2 separate regions of the Rattus norvegicus genome follow, and region 1 is linked to region 2. The links are chromatin contacts, called in public Hi-C maps. All regions are on one chromosome and are shown on one strand. The core of a region is the stretch at or near the end of the contact, and the rest is flanking DNA. Distances in the headings are between cores, read along the strand shown.

Region 1 (2,700 bases), core at 106-2,605, 85 kb after region 2:
GAAACACAGCACGGCCACCCTCAATACCCAGCATCAGGGAAGCGGACTCGCTAGAGATGGCTGATCCTCACGGTGAGATATGTGACACAACAGGGCCGAGGTTAACCCACCCAGAGTTACACAGAAAGGCCTTGGGAGTCTGGTGCCTGGAAAGGCATCCTGGAGAATGACCGAGAGTCACAGCAGTGTGTGAGACACGTTTTCCACAGGGACCTGTCTGAAATGTTCTGAAGAAAGACCTGTGAGGGGCCTGCTGGGTCTAGGTGGGCTTCCAGAATCTCCCACAAGATGTTTCTGTGTTCCTTTTAAGTGAGTGTCCTATGCAGTTTACTCATGTCATCCAGGACATGAGATGTCCGCAGGGGTGTCTACAATCTCTTCCGGGAAAGGCTGAATACCTCATTCAGGACTCGTGAGTCTTGAGTTCAAAATCATGTAAAAGGCACCAACTTATTAAAAGGTGTTCAACAATTTTAATTACCAGAGAAGCATGCACAGAACCCACAGTGAGATACTGTTGTGCATAGCTCAGGGCCCCTGAGGATGTCCTAACTTCCACCACACTCAATGCTACTGAGGAGAAAGAAACCTGCATGCCCTGGTTTATACGACTAAGCACGTGCTTATGAACCCCAGTGACTCTGCTCCCTGCTATCTACCAGAGAGAAGGGGGAATTCATGTTTACCTAAATAACCTAGAACGTTATTGATAAATGAACGGATTAATCACACCCATGCAAGCGGAATACAACTCAACGATGAGAAGGAACAGACTTCAGATCCGTAAACAACTCAGACGTCTCCCAGAGGTCCCGTGACAATCCTCTGGCACAATCGCTGGTCCCAGCTACCCAGCCCATTCAGTAAAGTTCCAAGCAGGGAGGCGGTGTGTGGGAAGGGCGGGCAGGTGGGAGCCAGCGGATCCAGGCAGGAGCAAACTTTACTGGAAATGTTTTGCATCTTGATTGTGGTGTGGTTTTATGGGTTATGGGTTTATGGGTGGTTTTATCCAAACTGTGAATTTTATTGTATGCAGATTCTATCTCAGTCAAACCAACAACAGGCAGAAGACTCAGCTCCTTTCATCCAGGCCTCTGGGTCCCGCTCTGCCGCCTCTGTCTCTTTATCAGATGTGAACCGACCCAGCTTCTCCCTTCTCAGGCTTCCTGCCAGGCTCCCAAGACGGTGAATAATTAGGGCTCAGGAGTCTTGGATACGGAGCCAAAATCAACAGCTGGATCAGACCAGATGCCAAGCCGACTCCAGCTAGGCGCTGTGCTCAGCCTCCTGCCCCCACCGCCCCAGAGCCTGAAAGAGAAACAGTCCAGCCAGGGCTATCAATTCAGGGCTATGTCCCCATATCTCCAGTGTCAGCAACAGAAAGTCCCTGGAGTCTCGGTCACATGAGCAACAGGGTGCCCTGTCCACATCGAAGGACATTGCAGACCTGGAGGAAGTAGTAGGACTCTGGAGCAGGGTCTCCCTTGTCTGTCTCCTTGCCTCTCCCTGCCCACTAGCAGATTCTCCAAGCGTTCCTCTGCTCTCTTTCCTTGGGGAGAGCAAGTAGCTGGGAGCCCCAGTCTAAGCTGGTGATGGGTAGTGTTCTGTTGTCATGCAACCATCCGTCCTAGGGGCCCCGAGGAAGCAGAAACATCGTGGGCCCTGCCAACCACAGAGGGGAAGGGAGCACACACTGTCTCCTGAGCTGTAGGATCTGGAAATGAGCCTGTAGCATGTACAGTTGTGATTTTAAAAGAAGAAGGCTTTCTGTTAAGGAGTGAAGGTTTCTGGTGTTCTCAGCCTACAGAGGCTGCTCGCCTGTGGTCTACTCGGCCGCTCACCGGCAAGTCAGTGTAGCTTCTGAACGCTGGCTCTCTTGGAGGCCTTGTGAGACACACTCGATGGTTTCCATGGCTAGGAGGTAGCAGCCCTGTCGTCAGTGCAGATAGCTGGGGCTGTGTGTCTTTGAGCTCAGCATCTCCGGTCTCTGAAAATGCACGCTCTAATGGGACCCTGGATGACGAAGTTGTGTGGGAACATCTTCATGCTTTCGACTCCTCCGAGGCTTAGTCAAGGGCCTTCTTCTCTGGATGGCCATCAACCTAATCCCAGGCCACAGGATCATACCTCCCAAGCTGGGTTGTATTTGGATAGGTGTCACTCTGAGCTGACATTCACTGTCTCTCTGAAGCATCAGATAAAGCCTCCCAACACTCCTGAAGGCATCGGTCTTGGGCAAAGTCACCAGCCAGCCCTTCTGGCTTCTGTGTTCCTGTCACACAGGAGGTGTCCTACCGGGAGGAAGGAGCACCCTCAGAACAGGGTTCACAAGGCTTGGAAGTCTGGTGACTTAGCCCATGGTTTCTGTGTGTCATTTTACCTCTGATTTGGCAGAGCCTCATGGATGCTGGGAATGCAGAGCAAGTCCAACCCTAAACACCCACCCTGACCCTCATGCCCCTGTCTCAGGCCATGCTGACAGGTGGAGAGAAGGACTAGCTTGTGGGTAAAGGTTCTCCTCAGGTAGCCCTTGGGCCTGCAGGTAGAGGCAGCCAGTTGATTTAAGTTGACTTCCTTTGGCCCAGCCAAGCACCTAGTGCAAGCTCTTACTGTGTTCTCTGCCAGAGGAGGGCAAGGGAAAGAAAGGGGGATGAGTCTAGCCCAAGCCTTTGAATGTAGGACAGGTTGTCTGCTCTGTGT
Region 2 (2,700 bases), core at 9-2,508:
GCCATGCCTGCTGGGCTCCAATTATCGCCCTGAAAAGTAATTGGCTTTACGACCCAGAGACTTGCCGCACATTAGACCGGGCCTCTGAGTCACTGGGTCACGAATTCCTCAAGTTCTGCGACATTCATATTCCAGTAGCTAAAGCTATACTTTCAGTACCCTTTCTCTGACTATGTCTGTGCTCCCATGGCGTCTTCAAGGTTCCTGGCCTAGGTTGGCTAGATGAATTCAAGTGCGCCTGAGACAGTGGCCTGAGGCAAGGGTCAGGTGCAAGACTCACCTCCTGGTCCTTCAGGGTGTGGTAATCCTGGGGTCTCAGCTCCTCCAGTAAGCTCCCACCACTGTGCTAGGCCATCCAAAAACAGCCCCAATGTCACCCTGACAGTTCCATATCCTGTTAACACCAGCCTGCAAAGTCAACCACCGGGTTTCCACTTTCCTGGTTTCTGGGTGTCACCTGGAGGGTGCTGGGTCGGGTGGAAGTGAATCGACGGGAGGGGCAGCTTATGTGAGTTGGAGGGGTGCCACACTCCATCATGACCACTAGGCGGCGATGATGTTCCATCTTCCCAAAACAGCCCCAGTTGCTTCTCTTCGAAAAGCCAAAACCCCTTCCAACTTCAACTTTATGACTTTCTGGAGGCCTACGTGTGGGCTGTCCCTGAGGAGAGGCCCTTGTGGTCTATCCAGGGAGGAAGCCTGCTTAAGAGCCACCACGGAAATGGCATCCGGGGACATTGCCCCAGCCACAGCGGTGTGCCAACCTGCTGACCTCTGCTCCTTGGCCAGGCAGCCCCTTTCTGCTGGTGGGGCTCAGGACAGCATCTCTGCTGGCCGACAGCTGCCTACCTCTAGTACCTGGCTTTTCTGAAACCTCAGAAGAGAGTAACCTGAGCCTAGGCCTCTGAGTAGCTGCTACAGCAGCTAAAACAACGCCCCTGTGGAAAGGTATACCCGTTTGTCAGGGGACAGCCAAAGGGGGCCCAAGTGGAGGTGAGATTGGCACAGAGAGGGAGGAGTCTGAGAGGGAGCCGGAGGAGGGGCGGGAGGTGGTCTGAAGTGTTCTCTTCGAGCAACTTCAGACATCTATCCTGTGCTGGATCAGGAAACCTTCCCCGAGGCCCATTTCCGCCCCACTGAGGTGGGCAGGCTGTCCCTGTGGGCACTGCAGAGGCTGGAAGCAATGACTGGGTTTCAGGCAGCTCCAGCGCCTTCGCTAGGGAAGGCCTGGCCCTTCCCACGCCTCCCCTGGAATGCGAGACTGCTCCTGGGAGTTGAGCGAAGTGTGACTTTCCCTCTAGAGTCAGAAGGTTAGCCTCCCAGGCCTGGACCAGCATTCTTGACCAGGAACCAAAACAAACAAGGGGCACGGGGCCAGGGCAAGCTCGGAAGCAGGTCTGGTTAGCCCCTGTCTCAGCACTCGGTTTTCATTCCTTGTGGGAAGGAGGTGTGCTAAATTCAGAGATCCCGTTCGGTGGAGGTGGGATGGAACTCAATAGCGCCACCATGTGGTGGTAGACGGCAGGGAGCAGCTGCCTAGTCTCCTAATTAATCCATAAGAGACATCTTCTAACACACCGAGGGGGCAAATCCAAGCATTGCGCTGCAAGCACCTTCCTCGCCGCCTGCGGCATTCAGACACTCTGCGGTTCCTATCTGGGCACTGCCTTCAGTTCACTGCTTCCACCTTGGGCCATTATGATGTACGTAAGGGCTACTCAGCTAGAGCCCTGCCCTACCTATCAGGACAACAGTTCTGACAAGCCAGTTAATTTCACTGTGAAGACAGGCTGGGTAGCATATACATTGTGGACACTTAGAAGAATGTGCAGTTTAAGCTGTGGGTCATTTATTGACAGAATGTTCCAAGGTTAATTGTGGGTAAACCATAGAAAGAAAATCAGGATAAAAGAGAGTCCTATACTTAGCATTGACTATGTGATGTCACTGTGTCACAAGGTGGGAGATTCCTCTCTCTCTTCAGAGATCCAACAAGGCCCAGAGAGGGAAGGGGTCTCACTCAGCAGCAGGCCTGGACCGGTCTCTGTATTCATGCTCCCTCACCCACGGTGCTGGATCTCATCGGACCCCCAGAGCCCCTGTGCTAGCTCACAAGAGTCACAGGCTGTATGCACACCTGAGAAGATGGACTTTAGGGAGGGGCCACCGTGCACAGACGGCTCCAGGGTGCAGTCATGTGCAGAGTGATTTTTGAGATGCTGGCGAGGGTCTCAGTCAGGAGGTGAGTGGAGCAGTGTGTGGGTTTCGAGCCTGTGGAGCAACCCTGGAGCTGACCCTGTGCTGAGGGTAATGGGCCTCAGGTAAAGTCTGTGGAAAGATGTCTAGGCCTAGGCAGGCCACATCTGGGACAGCAGGCAGAGAAGGGAACTGGGGCTGGTACCTCCTTTCAGAGGTTTCTGGAGGCTTCTCTCTGGGTATATTTAATAGTCAAGATCAAGTTCTGTTTCCAGAGCTGGATGCCTGGAATACTTGAGTTTTCCACATCCTCATGTAGGAGCCAAAACAATGTCCAAGACCAGGCTGAACCTCTAAGAAGCCTATGTAAGATCCTGGCTCTGGGAGGGCATAAGGGTACCCCGTGGTCCAGATATGGCCTTTGCTGCTCTTTACCCATCTGTGTTCCAAACTGATCAGGGGTCTTTTTTCTTGTCTTTTTCTCCCTTCTCTTCCCCCACCTCT

The links. Hi-C and Micro-C count contacts between places; a contact is called where the count stands out from the background.
Region 1: a Hi-C map of liver shows a contact between it and region 2, with 4 times the contacts expected there. The contact joins two enhancer-like sites. A contact is called at or near these places in 6 of 12 Hi-C or Micro-C datasets (the A7r5 cell line, frontal cortex, hepatocytes and 2 more).

The regions. Positions count from the first base shown.
Region 1 is chr10:17,335,591-17,338,290 of GRCr8, forward strand. No RefSeq gene overlaps it. Among named protein-coding and RNA genes, the nearest start is that of Neurl1b, 48 kb to the left of the region's middle. Within about 2 kb of position 1,356, at least 12 of the 93 cell types and tissues checked have an H3K27ac peak or open chromatin away from gene starts, as enhancers often do. A contact at or near this core is called in liver, where this site is marked.
Region 2 is chr10:17,250,328-17,253,027 of GRCr8, forward strand. No RefSeq gene overlaps it. Among named protein-coding and RNA genes, the nearest start is that of Neurl1b, 38 kb to the right of the region's middle. Within about 2 kb of position 1,259, at least 20 of the 93 cell types and tissues checked have an H3K27ac peak or open chromatin away from gene starts, as enhancers often do. A contact at or near this core is called in liver, where this site is marked.